Linked DNA regions of Mus musculus: region 2 is linked to region 1. The links are chromatin contacts, called in public Hi-C maps. All regions are on one chromosome and are shown on one strand. Each heading gives the region's core, a stretch centred on a gene start, on an enhancer-like site or on the middle of the called end of the contact. The rest is flanking DNA. Distances are from core to core; before and after follow the strand shown.

The links. A called contact is a pair of places that touch in the nucleus more often than the background predicts.
Region 2: a Hi-C map of embryonic stem cells shows a contact between it and region 1, with 2.3 times the contacts expected there. The contact joins the enhancer-like site here to the promoter of Nup205 in region 1. A contact is called at or near these places in 16 of 39 promoter capture datasets (3T3-L1-derived adipocytes, the C10 cell line, the HPC-7 cell line and 10 more), 37 of 484 Hi-C or Micro-C datasets (the 3T3-L1 cell line, the 63-12 cell line, the C2C12 cell line and 19 more), 6 of 115 datasets of contacts at active chromatin or transcription factors (the HPC-7 cell line, embryonic stem cells and extraembryonic endoderm stem cells) and 5 of 9 other capture datasets (adipose tissue, embryonic stem cells, embryonic tail and 2 more).

Annotation. Positions count from the first base shown.
Region 1 is chr6:35,172,531-35,179,386 of GRCm38.p6, forward strand. Nup205 (nucleoporin 205) reads left to right here and starts at 5,086. Exons shown (of 43, transcript NM_027513.1): 1 at 5,086-5,129. The coding sequence starts at 5,102.
Region 2 is chr6:35,220,485-35,227,549 of GRCm38.p6, forward strand. It overlaps Nup205 (nucleoporin 205), which reads left to right. Exons shown (of 43, transcript NM_027513.1): 24 at 3,029-3,178; 25 at 3,662-3,733; 26 at 4,038-4,195; 27 at 4,700-4,780; 28 at 5,306-5,497; 29 at 6,819-7,065. Among named protein-coding and RNA genes, the nearest start is that of 1810058I24Rik, 29 kb to the right of the region's middle. Within about 2 kb of position 4,022, at least 3 of the 459 cell types and tissues checked have an H3K27ac peak or open chromatin away from gene starts, as enhancers often do.

The sequences.
Region 1 (6,856 bases), core at 3,836-6,335:
ACACTGTCTTCAGACACACCAGAAGAGGACGTCAGATCTCATTACAGATGGTTGTGAGCCACCATGTGGTTGCTGGGACTCAGGACCTTCAGAAGAGCAGTCAGTACCCTTAACTGCCGAACCAACTCTCCAGCCTCCTCATTCTTACTCATTCGATGAACTTTTATTCATTATTTACTGGTCACTCTTCTGTATGGATATTTCTGTCCAGAAGGAAGAAGTTACAAAAAATATAGTACACTATAAGAGCATAAGAAGCATTTTAACTCGATCCGTGCTAGGAATGGGATGAAAGGAGGTAATACCCAAGGTGAGGCTTGAAGGCCAAAGCCGAGTAACCAGATGATCATATCAACAACGCAGGGAGAAAGAGGCTATGGCAGTAAGTAGACTAGGAAGGGCTTTAGGAAGAGGCTGGTTACAATATAGAAGATGAACTGGAAACAAGTGGGACCTAAGGTGTAAGGATGGGTTCTACGGCCTCAGCGTATGGAAAGTCCCCTTTTCATGTGAGCCAATTGCTACATTATGATTGACAGTCCCTGTGACAGGGGATCTCAGGGGGATATATTTCCTTCTCCACCACAAGACTGTCAAGATCTCAGGGCAAATATGTCTCGGTGGGAACCTTTTAATATACATTGACTACAATAAGCGAATAGTTTTAGTGTGAATCTGGGTGTCATGGGACTTAGGACTATCACATAGATAGGTAAAATAGGATGATGGAGATATCTGTTAAGAGGACCCTGAGCCAGCTGTGTCAGTAGGAGGACCTGAGGATGACGTCATACAGTTTCCCATTAACACAGGCCAAGTGACTTGGAGGAGTGGTGTAATTGGAGGATAGGTTAGTGGGTGGTTCTCAGAGAGAAAGGAAGTGGGGGTCAATTCAGAAGTACAGAACAGGTGCAAAGGCCTTGGCACATGACTTGGTAAATAATATTTTCACAGGAAGATGAAAGTCCAGAATGATCAGAGTAAAAGACACTACAGGAAGAAAGTGTGTGGGAGAGTCGGGCAGTGATGGCGCACACCTTTAGTCCCAGCACTTGGGAGGCATAGGCGGGTGGATTTCTGAGTTTGAGGCCAGCCTGGTCTACAGAGTGAGTTCCAGGACAGCCAGGGCTATACAGAAAAATATACCCTGTCTTGAAAAACCACAAAAGAAAGAAAGAAAGAGAGAGAGAGAGAGAGAGAGAGAGAGAGAGAGAGAGAGAGAGAGAGAAAGGGAGAAAGGAAGAAAGGAAGAAAGGAAGAAAGAAAGTGGGAGGTTGAAGAAGGACATGTCAGGGAATTGCTAAGTTTTCAAATGACACTATTAAGTAATAGAATATTAATGAGGACAAAACATGACATCCTTGTGGATTTGAAAACCACTCTAAGAATCCACGAGGGAGAACAAGCTGGAAATCAGAAAGAGTATTTCAAATAAGGTTGGAAAATATCCAGTATGAGATGAGACCTTCAGAGAAGGGTCCTGGCAGGAGATAACAGAGTCCCAAGAATGTTTGTTTCTGTTTTTCTTTTTAAAAAAGATTTATTTATTTTATGTATATGAGTACAGTTTGTCTTCAGACACACCAGAAGAGGGCACTGGATCCCATTACAGATGGCTGTGAGCCACCATGTGGTTGCTGGAAATTGAACTCAGGACCTCTGGAAGAGCAGTCAGTGCTCTTAACCACTGAGCCATTTCTCCAGCCCCCCAGGAATGCTTGCAAGGTAGAATGAACACATGTTGTCAACTGAAGGAAACTCAGTTTCTGAGTGACCCTTGAGTTTTTGACCTTCCCATTTTTATGTCAGCAGATAACACTTCACTTGGGCAGGAGTCCTAGTGTTCCCAGATAGAAATCACAAGTGGGCAAGGAATCGTTCTTTCAGTAAGGCTGTCTACAGCCCTTGAGTAGCCAAAGCCTAGGATTTAGAGTAACAGACCCAGATACTTAGAACTCCAAGCCCTGGAAGCAGAGGGCTGTTGCTCCAGACTTTTGACGTTAGAGACTTAGTCATGGTAGTCTTCTGGTCCAAGGGTTGTTGCTCTGGCCTTTACCCTCCCTGTCTTAGCTCATTTTCCTGTTGCTGTTTTAAAATGCCCTGACAAATGCTACTCAAGAGAGAAGGAATTCTCTTCAGCTCATAGTGCAAGGGTACAACTGTTCTGTCTAGACCGGAGGAGCTTGGCCATACCAGGAAGCACAGAGTGGCAAATCCATGCATGCTGCTGCTCAGCTCCTCTTCAAACAGTCAAGGATCCCAGCCAGAGGGTGGTCCACCCTTACTGCGGTGTTTTTCCTCCCACCTCAATAAACATAATCAAAATAATTGTCCACAGGCATTCTCAGAAGCCTGTCTCACAGGTGAGTCTAGAGTCTGTCAAAGTGACAATTAACACTAGCCACCATATAAACTATGTTTAGGCCGCTCAGTGGCTATTGTAATTTGTGGCTTCTAGAAGTACTAAGAAGATCGGGAGGCAGCAGCAAGTAGTATCAGTTAGTGTCACAGCTCGTGGGCCTATCCATCAAGAACCATAGTCTTTGGCAACGCATTTCGTCTCTCAGGCCTAGCGTCTCCGGGCTCCGGGTCCTTAAGGTGTAGCAGCTCCTTAGACCTCTCCCTTCCTGCAGTGAAAGCCCAGTTTCCCATCCCCTCTTGTTCTCAAGGCAGGCAGTACTCAAATTTTGTTGCTATGTCCTTCTATTGTTAAGTTTTATGCTCTGTTCTCTCTTGGCTTCTTTATATTTCCACAATACATCCTTGACATTCTCTCCCAGTTCTTAGATTGTTAGTACCCTATGACCCTCTGGAACCGGTCAGCCACTTTGGGTCTGAACCTGCTGCTATTGTAGCTGTTGTTGCCCTTGTGACCTTTGCTTCAGTAACTACTCTGCTGTCACTTCATCTGCCTGTCTTTATCCAATCAGTTTAGCAAGCCATACTGGCCTTGTGGCCCACACCTTTAATCCTAGCACCTGGAGGCAGAGAGAGGCCAGTGGGTCTCTGTGAGTTTGAGGCCAGCCTGGTCTATCAAGTTAGTCCAGGACATCCAGGGCTCTGTTATAAAGATAATTATTTTATTTTACTTCATTTCATTTATTTTTGAAACAGGATTTCTCCATGTAGCCCTGGCTGCCCTGGGACTCACTCTGTAGACCAGGCTAGCCTTAAACTCACACAGACCTGCCTGCCTAGTGCTAGGATTAAAGGCATGAGCCACCACCACCCTTTTTTTTATTTTTATTTTTTGAGAGAACCTTTTAATGGTTTTAAGGATGTAACAGCAGAGACAGTTCAAAAAGGGTGTCTCACAGCTGACTTGAAAAGAAAACCAAACAGCCTGCTTATATAACCAGAAGGGGTATTTGGTAAGGTTGTTTGCACCAACCATAGCACAATCCTTCATGCAAATGAATTACATTCTGTACCAATCACAAGTCCTCTGATGATCGAACACCAGGAAGAGTGCTCCTCCTATAGCCTGCTTGAAAATGGTCACAGGGTCACTGGGAGTTCACTTAGGCTAGTCTAATTCCAGTGCATTCAAAGGCTAGTACAGGCTGTGGAGTGACCATGACTGGAGCATGTCTTCAGCTGTGCAAATGTGAGCATATCCCCAGGGTGTCTGTAAACTCTCCAGAATAGCAGGGCTGCTGTAAGGGCAGTCTGGTCAGTCGCTAGTGAAAGAGGTGCTTGGCTTAGAACTCTCCATTGAAGGCTTCCAAATATAAGCGAAGAGCTTTCAAGCAGATCGCTACTGACATCAATCATTCACAGAAATCATTATATTTTACAGTAGACTTAATGAAAGCTTAAGACAGAATTAGTACTTCTAACGTATGTAGAAGTTACTTAGTAGGCTTTTTAGGTTCTTATCTCACTAGCCCGCTTCCATTCTATTCTGTAACGTGTTTTTCCTTTCTTTCTTCTTTTTGTTTTTTTGAGACAGGGTTTCTCTGTATAGCCCTGGCTGTCTTGGAACTCACTCTGTAGACCATGCTGGCCTAGAACTCAGAAAATCTGCCTGCCTCTGCCTCCCAAGTGCTGGGATTAAAGGCGTGGGCCACCACGCCCGGCTAGCAAATTTTAAATTTAACGAGTAAGTTTAGTAGTTTTGGTTGCTTAGGTAGAAAAAACATTTGGTGTTTGTGAAATTTATGTCGAATTTGACTCAACATGTTGGGGATGAGGAAGCAAATGGGTGACACTTTTGAAGTCAGGCAGGCAGTACTCAAATTTTGTCGCTGTCTGTAATTTTCTTTTTTTTTTCCAAAGATTTATTTATTTATTATATGTAAGTACACTGTAGTTGTCTTCAGACATCCCAGAAGAGGGCGTCAGATCTCATTACAAATGGTTGTCAGCCACCACATGGTTACTGGGATTTGAACTCAGGACCTTTGGAAGAGCACTCAGTGCTCTTAACCTCTGAACCATCTCTCCAGGCCCTGTCTGTAATTTTCGAAGCACAATGTGATTATGTCTACAGAATATACTTATTAAATAGAAATTCCTTAATCACTTACTCACTTCACTCTACTCTCTTAAGGTAAGGGGGATGGCTATTCAAATAAAATTTAACTTGAAATGAAGGTCATGAGAATTTTTTCTCTTTTTTTTTTTTTTTTTTTTTGAGACAGGGTATATAGCCTGTATAGCCCTGGTTGTCCTGGAACTCACTTTGTAGACCAGGCTGGCCTTGAACTTAGAAATCCGCCTGCCTCTGCCTCCCGAGTGATGGGATTAAAGGCGTGCGCCACCACGCCCAGCAAGAACTTTTTCAGTTTCACTGATTTCCCTTTTTTGAACACTAGTCAACTGCACGGCTCACTCGAAATAAAACTACGGGTCCCATGATGCATTGCACAGCTAGTCTCCGAACCGGCTGCCCTCGGCTTGTTTTAACGGTAATGGTCGCAGTTAGACTCGATGGCCCTAGGCCAGAGCAGGGCGGGGAGCCTTGTGCACACCCGCTCGAGCCTCGCATGGCGTTCTCGGAGGCCCTGGGGACGCCCTTGTGTTCAGGCGTCGACGCGGGCAGGCCCTCGGGCCCGGGGTCCTCCCCGCGGCAGGAGCGCTCTCTCAGTCCTCCTCCAAGATGGCGGCGCTGTTGGCGGTAAATTCGGGTGAGCGCGGCGGGCCCGCGAGGGACCCGCGGGGACCCACGGGGGGCGGGGCCGGCGAGTGGGGAGCGCTGGTGCAGTCGGGCCGTTGGCAGTGCGGGCGCGAGCGTGTGCGCAGGGCCCGCTCTCGCCGCGCTCCGGCCTGCAGCCCCGCGCCGCCTCCGTTTGAATGGCGCGCGGCGCGGCGACAGTTTGGCCCTCGAAACGGGCGTGTGAAGGGGAGGCGGAGCGGCGGGGTCCCGGGCAGCCAGGCGCGCGCCCCCGAAGCCGCTTCGTCCCCCCAATATCCTTCAGGTGTAGGCAGGCCATCTACCGCCGAGGTACGGCTCAAGTCCCGGGCTGTGGGACCCAGGCGAGGCTGGAAGGAAGCTGGTCTGGAAGGGGGCCGTGGGCCGGTCATGGGGCATGGGGGTGAGGAGGTCTTGCCAGCCGCGAGGCGGTGCCACGGGCTCAGCACGTGCCGCCCTGCACCGTTGTCACAGCCACGGCGGACGGTGACATCGCTGTGAAAAAGCTGGGGCTGGGGTCATCTTTGGTAATTGGAACCCCTCAGAGATGCTTGAAGAAGTGGATGGGTTTTGATTTGTCCTGGTTCCAGGAACACGGTGCCGGTCGTTAGTGGGGAGGACTTAGATGTCAAACATTTCGTACGAGGTCTGGCACTCCTGAACACGGCTTTAGACACTCGATTCATGAGTACAATTAAGAGGCAACATAGCAAACGTTTACGGACCATCTTTTTCAGCAGGACTGTTTTGTTTTTAAACTGTTTTTGGTACTGGTTCTTGCCAGTTTACCAGTATTTTTTGAAAATTACCTAAATCTGAGTTTTGTACATAAACCATCTCAGAAGTGGTATGGTAAATTGTTCTGTAGAAATGAAGTTTTCTGTTGTATTGACAACATATTGTCTGCTCACTGGAGCAAGTGTTAGTCTTGATTGTTGAATCCCTTTATACCTGGTGTATGTGTGTATTTCATTTATATATTTGGAGTAATGCAATTAAATATCTCAGATTTAATTTGGAAGCAAAGACTTCCAGTGATTACATAATTTCTCCAAAATTAAACAGTTAATGCCTTTTTTTTTCTTCCCCGCCCCCCCCCCCCCCCCAGGGTTTCTCTGTGAAGGCCTGACTGTCCTAGAACTCACTCTGTAGACCAGGCTGGCCTCAAACTCAGAAATTCACCTTCCTATGCCTCCCAAGTGCTGGGATTAAAGGCATGCGCCACCACTGCCCAGCCAGTTAATGCTTTTAAGCACAACTTTATGACATTACATCATGCTTGTCCCCCCTCAAAGTAGTTAAATTAAATGCACTACTAGATTTTTTGAAAAGCCAGGCTTCCATGTAATAGTTCTGTTACATACATTTATAGCATATAATATCCTGAGTTACCATTAAACACAAGCCACTGACAGTTGTCACTAGCTCCCAGGAGTATAGTGTGTACAGGAGAGCTTTGATTGGCCTCAAGAAAAGAAAGCATTTTAAAAAGCCAGGAGTCAGTCAAGAGAGTTATTTTTTGTCACCTTTGGGAAGAACTGAAGCATCCATAGATGAATGGATGATGAGTGAGTGAGTGGATAAACGAAACATGATGAACACACAAAGGAATATTACTCAGTTTTTTTTTTTTTTTTAAAGATTTATTTATTAATATACATAAGTACACTGTAGCTGACTTCATCTGCACTAGAAGAGGGCGTCAGATCTCTTTATGGGTGG
Region 2 (7,065 bases), core at 2,772-5,271, 47 kb after region 1:
GCTTTGTAAAGTCTGTTGTCTGTTCTACTTCTGCATGAGGTCTGAGGATTGGCCGTGGCTCGGCACGCTTGTGATGCAAGAGCTCTTACCTGCTGACACATCCTGCTTACTTGTGAATGAAAATTACTTGGAGAAATTTCTCATTTACATTTGTGTCGTACATATTTGAAACTAAACTGCCCTGAAATAAAACTTTGAAAAGTAATTTTAGAGGAAATTATAAATCTAGTTTATGGACATAACTAAGAACTGTTCTGGCCTAATTTAAATTTTATCAAGGTTCTGGTTTTTTCCTTTAAATTAAAAAAAAAATGTTTTTTTAAAAATATTTGTTTTTCCTGTATGTGTACTTGGTGTATACTAAGGCCAGAAGAATTGTGAATTGTTTGTTTGTTTTCTTTTGTTTTGTTTTTTTGAGCCAGGGTCTCTCTTTGCAGCCCTGGCTGTCCTGGGACTCACTGTGTAACTCATGCTTGCTTCAGACTCAGAGATCTACCTGCCTCATGAGTGTCGGAATTAAATTCATGCACCATGTCTGGCCTGCCTCCTCCCCCCTCCTTCCTGTTCACTGTATACAAACCTTTTCTTACTCTTGCTTGTGTTAATTTCTTATATAGATAGTAGAACTTTTTTTTTATTTTTTATTACATTCTGTGCAACAGCATTCCTATATAAGTTGAAAGACAACTTTCAGGAGTTGTTTCTCCTTTTCCCATGCATCCCAGGGATCAATCTTAGCTAGTTAGACGCACTGCATGTACCCAAATCTGCTGAACCACTTCAAAGACTTAGCTTATAGCCAAACCGAGGGTGTCTTGAACTTGTGAGCTCAGACTATTCTCCACCACCGTAAGCTCTACCACCTTAAGCCAGCACCGCAGTGTGGGTACCACAGTGCGGTTCTGAAACTTACTTATGGCATCATATTTTGAGATCAAGGTTCATACAGACTGTTAATACATTTCTGTTTCTAGTAATTGTCAGCTTTCTAATTAGGTTTTAGAACTGTTATATCTTTAGAATTATCTGATTGACAAAACAGTTTTCTTTATTTTCATAATTGTGTCATTTTTAGTTATGGGATTTTGTTTAAGAACATTATAGAAACTTTAAGTTTTTATACATGGATAATCCAAAAGAATAGTCACAGTCTGACTTACGTGTTATAAAAATGGACTTAGCTTGGCCTGTGTCTTAGTTAGGGTTTCTAGTTCTGTGATAAGTACCATTACTAAAAGCATGGGTGGCGGGGATGGGGGCTGGAGAGATGGCTCAGTGGTTAAGAGCACTGACTGCTCTTCCAGAAGTCCTGAGTTCAATTTCCGGCAACAACATGGTGGATCACAACCATCTGTAATGGGATCCAATGTCCTCTTCCAGTGTCTCAAGACAGCTACAGTATACTCACATATATAAAGCATGTTGGGGAGGAAAGTGTTTATTTTATCTTATTAGTTGGTCTCAGGTTATACTCCATTATTGAGAGAAGTAAGTGCAGAAACTCAAGGTAGGAATTTAGAAGCAGGAGGTGAAGCAGAAGCCTCAGGGAGTGCTGCTTAGTGGCTGCTCCCATGGCTTGCTCAGCCTGCTTCCTTACGTGATCCAGGACCAGGGATCTGGTCACCCACAATAGGCTGGGCCCTTTCATAACAGCTCTTTTTTTTTTTTTTTTTTAAGATTTATTTACTTATTATATATACACAGTAGCTATCTTCAGGCACACCAGAAGAGGGCATCGGATTCCATTACAGATGGTTGTGAGCCACCATGTGGTTTCTGGGAATTGAACTCAGGACCTCTGGAAGAACAGTCAGTGCTCTTAAGCGCTGAGCCATCTCTCCAGCCCTCATATCAGTTCTAATTAAGAGAACGTGTCACAGGCTTGCCTACAGCGATACAGGCATTTTCTCAACTAAGAAGTAACTTCTCAGTTACTCCATCGTATGGCAAATTGTCAACCAGTGCAGATTGAGATTGTTAGTGTTATTATTTAGTCAGCTATGCTTATGTTGTCATCATTTAGGACTTCAAAGCATAGGACCCACTAAACATAAAAAAAATACTGAGCCAGAAATGGTCATGCCTGCCTGCAATTCAATCAGCTTGGGAGGCTCAGGTAGGGGCTGGGTTTGAGACTTGTCTTGGTTATTGCAAGACTATCTTAAAACAAAGTAATACTGAATTTGAAAACCCTTTTTTGAAAGACTTAGTTTTAAATTTGTGTGTGTGTGTGTGTGTGTGTGTGTGTGTGTGTATGTATGTATGTATGTATGTGTGTACCCGTGTTTACATGGACCCCTGTCTTCAGAAGCCTGGGAAGAGAGTGGCAGATCCCATGGACTTCATTATAGGAAGTTAAACCAGGATCTGCTGCAAGAGTGGGACATTCCATTAACCATGGAGCCATCTCTCCAATCCCCTTAACTTGTTTTAATAATGTGGTTTATAGCCCTAATTATATGTCAAGGCAAGAGCTCTACCAACTGTCTTATCACATAGCCTAAAATTATATAATATGGGCTTAAGTATGTATTTTTTTGAGTAAAAATAGTTTTTTTAAATGAATTGTTATATATTTGAATTACTTTTCAAAACAAAATACAAAGTGACATTCATGTTAAATTGTGGCAGACTTGTAAGGTCTTTGAAATTACTCCAGTAATAAACTTTTTTTTTTTGAGCTAGTGTCTCACTATGTATTCCTAGCTGGCCTGGAACTTGTTGTGTAGATCAGGCTAGCCTGGAATTCACAGAGATCCTCTGTCTTCTGAGTACTTGGGCTTAAAGGCATGTGCCACATCTGGCACAAATAAAAATTTTATTGTTCTCTTAATTTTTCATAGACATAGAATAACATCTTTTTCTTTTGTATACTCTTTTTCTTTCATAATTTTATGTTCTGGTTATAATGTTACTATGATTCAGAAATTAGTGACTTTGTTTCATGAGGAAGTATCTGATGATTTATGGAGTTTTCTGATCTTGTATTTGAACAATGGGAGATGACATTTATTTGTTTAAATTCTAGAGCATGAAATCTCCATGCTGAGTCAGATGTCATGGCTTATGAAGACAGCCTCAATAGAGCTAAGAGTGACATCTCTGAATCGCCAGCGCTCACATACACAGAGGCTCCTGCACCTCTTACTGGATGACATGCCGGTGAAGCCGTACTCAGGTGAGCACTGCGGAGGGCACGGCGTAGCTTAGGTGGGGCTGGAGACAAGGCTGCTGCTTCCCAGCTCGAGTGTCTTTATCCTTAGAACATGAAAAGTTGTCCTTTGATGTCATTTCATTTCCCTTTAATGAATTTGCCATACAAAACAGTGAAGGTTGCCACACTGAACCATCATAACCAAAGCGGTTTCACCGAGTATTGCATATGCAAATTAAACACAAGCTTCTTTTGAATCATTTTCTTTGTATGATGGGGGCTTGCTAGTTGTGAAATTCTAATTATCCTCTTCAGAGTTATGAGTGGGTCAGTTGTGATGGAAAAAGGTAGATGGACATTTCAAAGTCCTCGTAATTTTGCATCTTTATCCATTTACAAAAGGCTCTTTGACCCAGAAATAAAATATTATGTGTGTCATCTCCGAGTAAATGTAATTTTTAAAGTGTACTTTTCCTTTTCTGATCTATTGCTATTGGTGTTCAACAGATGGTGAAGGAGGAATGGAAGATGAAAACAGATCTGTCTCTGGGTTCCTTCATTTTGACACTGCCACAAAAGGTGAGAGGCCCTTGGAATTTGATTACATTATAGACATTACACTGCTTAAGATTGCAGGATAATTTACTGGTGTCTCTAGGTTCTGGAACTATATAGAAGAGCTATGTAAAGGATTACTTGTTGTCTATAAGGGTTTATAGAGCAGAGGAAAAAAATTATCTTAGTGAGTGGCCAAATCAGAAACAAGTCAGATTTAGATTTCAGCAGGGTCTCTGGTCTCAGAGCATAGCATGCTAATGAGCTAAGTATGGTTGGTTCTCCTCTTCTGTGCCTCAAGTACAGTTTATTTACTTCTTATTTCTAGTGCGTCGAAAAATTCTAAGCATCCTTGACTCGATTGACTTCAGTCAGGAGATCCCTGAGCCCTTGCAGCTGGATTTTTTTGACCGTGCTCAGATTGAGCAAGTCATTGCCAACTGTGAGCACAAGAATTTACAGGGGCAGACGGTCTGCAATGTCAAGGTGAGGGCTGCGCTCACGAGCCTGCAGTGACTGCTTCACACACCAAGCTGTCAGAAAAATATAACCCTAGTATGTATAGAGATTAACATGTTACTCATTTCTGTTATTAGTTTATTGGGCTGTTTTGTCTAGCAATGAGAAAATAAAAAGTCAATAAACACTCTTATTTTCTTTAAAAGCTTTCCACATCAATTTTTCCACCCAGCTAGGACTACAGAATAATTTTCACTATTGTTCTCTACCAAGTGAATGATTACAGCCTCAGCAAAATGAGAAGGCTATTGAGGCTCCCAACATTAAATTACTGTCCCTCAGCCCTGAGCTACTATTTTCTGGAAGGAGCTGGATGGCCAGTGTTTTTGTGTGCAATTGGACCATGCCATTGGGACATTGTATGCAGAGATACCTGGACCTTTTCCAGCTAGGGCGGGCTATGGTAATTACTATGTATTATTCCACCAGCATCTGATGATACTGTTTTTCTCTTTTTCACTAATTATTTAGCTTCTTCATAGAGTTCTCGTAGCTGAAGTCAATGCTCTTCAGGGTATGGCAGCAATAGGTCAGAGGCCTCTGCTGATGGAGGTAAGCTGTGTTAGGTTGACACCTTCAGCTCTTTGTTTGTACTACTTAATTTGCTTGCTTAAAGAGTGGTAAATGCATATGTAATTAGTCAATGACTTACACAGAGGGCTGTGAAGTAAATAAAGGCATTTGCTGCCAAGCCTGACGACTTGTTTGGTCTTCAGTACCCACAGGATGGAAGAAAAGAAATGACTCATGGAAGTTGTTTGCTGATCCCCATACATTTCCTGTGGCATATATACATGTGAAGGCACACACACATGTGAATGACAGGGCTACACACACAAACACACACATATACATACACACACACACACACACACACACAAAATAAAACTTTCATGGAATGTTTTGCGGTTTTATACTTTTTTGTGGTTTTCAATTTATTTTTAAAGTTATACAATACAATTAATAAATATAATTTGAGTGTTTTCTGAATAACTAGGAAGTATTAAAAATAGGAAATTGTTTAAAACATGTATTATCTTCCTGAATGTTAACCAGTTTCAATATTTATGGCTTTAGGAAATCAGCACTATTCTTCAGTATGTTGTAGGAAGAAACAAGCTGCTACAGTGTCTTCATGCAAAGCGGCATGCTCTAGAGTCCTGGAGGCAGCTGGTAGAAATTATCCTGACAGCTTGTCCTCAGGAGCTCATCCAGGCAGAAGACCGACAGCTCATTATCCGTGACCTTTTACAAGATGTGCACGATAAGGTGATTTAGTTCCCAAGTTACTTTACTGCTAGAGACTTTTATGTATGAATATGTTGCATTATAATTATATACATTTGCCTTTAAGCAAATATGCTGCTCTAATTGTTTTTTTCCATTTTAGATTAGAAGGAAAGTAGAGTTTATAATACTGATGCAAAAAGAAGGAGCTATTTAATCCCTGCACTTGGGAGGCAGAGGCAGGCGGATTTCTGAGTTCGAGGCCAGCCTGGTCTACAAAGTGAGTTCCAGGACAGCCAAGGCCACACAGAGAAACCCTGTCTCGAAAAACCAAAAAAAAAAAAAAAAAAAAAAAAAAGGAGCTATGAGCTAGAATGTTTCAGAATTATCCAGGAAGCGTGCGTTGTAAATATAGACTGTCTTAGAGCTTCCAGTACTGTGAAGAGACACCATTACCAAGGCAACCCCCATAAAGAAGACATTTAATTGGGGTGGCTTACAGGTTCAGAGGTTCTGCCCATTATCATCATGGAGGGAAACATGGCAGACATGGTGCTGGAGGAGCTGAGAGGTCTGCATCTTGACCCAAAGGCATCCAGAAGGAGACCATCATGGGCAGCAAGGAGGAGGGTCTCTTCTACACTGGGCAGAGCCTGAGCACTAGACATCTTCAAAGCCCCCCTATACAGTAGTCCTCCAACAAGGCCACACTTCCTGATAGTGCCATTTCCCGTGAACCAAGTTTATCCAAACCACTTACATGTAAGCAGATCTTACCTAGAACTACTGAATATGACCCTAGTGGTACAAAAAAATTAAGCTTTCACGGAATACCATGGATGTGTAATTTCAAAGCAAAAACTTTCTGCATAGAATTCTGATCAGGATTAATTAACACTTGTTTGGCGTTTTTCCCTTTGAGTAGTTCTTACATTTGTTTTGTTTGTTTTCTGAGACAGGGTTTCATGGTGTAGCTTTGGCTGTCCCAGAATTCAGTCTGTAGACCAGATGCATCTTAAGCTCACAGTTATCCACCTGCCTTTGCCTCTCAAGTGCTGGAATAAACATGTACACCATTGCCACCCAGCTTAGTTCTTAGAGTTTTTGGGTGGTGGGGTGAGGTTCAACACAAGGTTTCTTTGTGTGTATCCCTGACTCTCCTGGATCTTACTCTGTAGATCAGGCTGGCCTCTATCTCAAAGACATCCTCTTGCCTCTGCCTTCCAAGTGATGGGATCAGAGACATGCGCCACCACTTCCCCCCAGGTCCTACATTCTTAAGGTAGTTGTAAGGCTTTATGTTACGTGAGACTTCCTGAGTTCTGGCGGGAGCTGGTCTCACTGGTTCCCCTTGTACTTTAAGGTGCTGGATGATGAAGCCGCACAAGAGTTAATGCCAGTGGTTGCCGGCGCTGTGTTCACCCTGACTGCTCACCTAAGCCAGGCTGTGCGCACGGAACAGAGGCAGCCGTTGGTCTCAGGACCTGGAGAGGCCCAGTATGCTTTCATGCTTGATAGTTCTTTGACCTCATCTCCTGCAGCAGAGAGCCGGCCAGTAGGCTTTGCGTCTATCGGAGATTCTTCGCTTCACATCATACTGAAGAAACTGT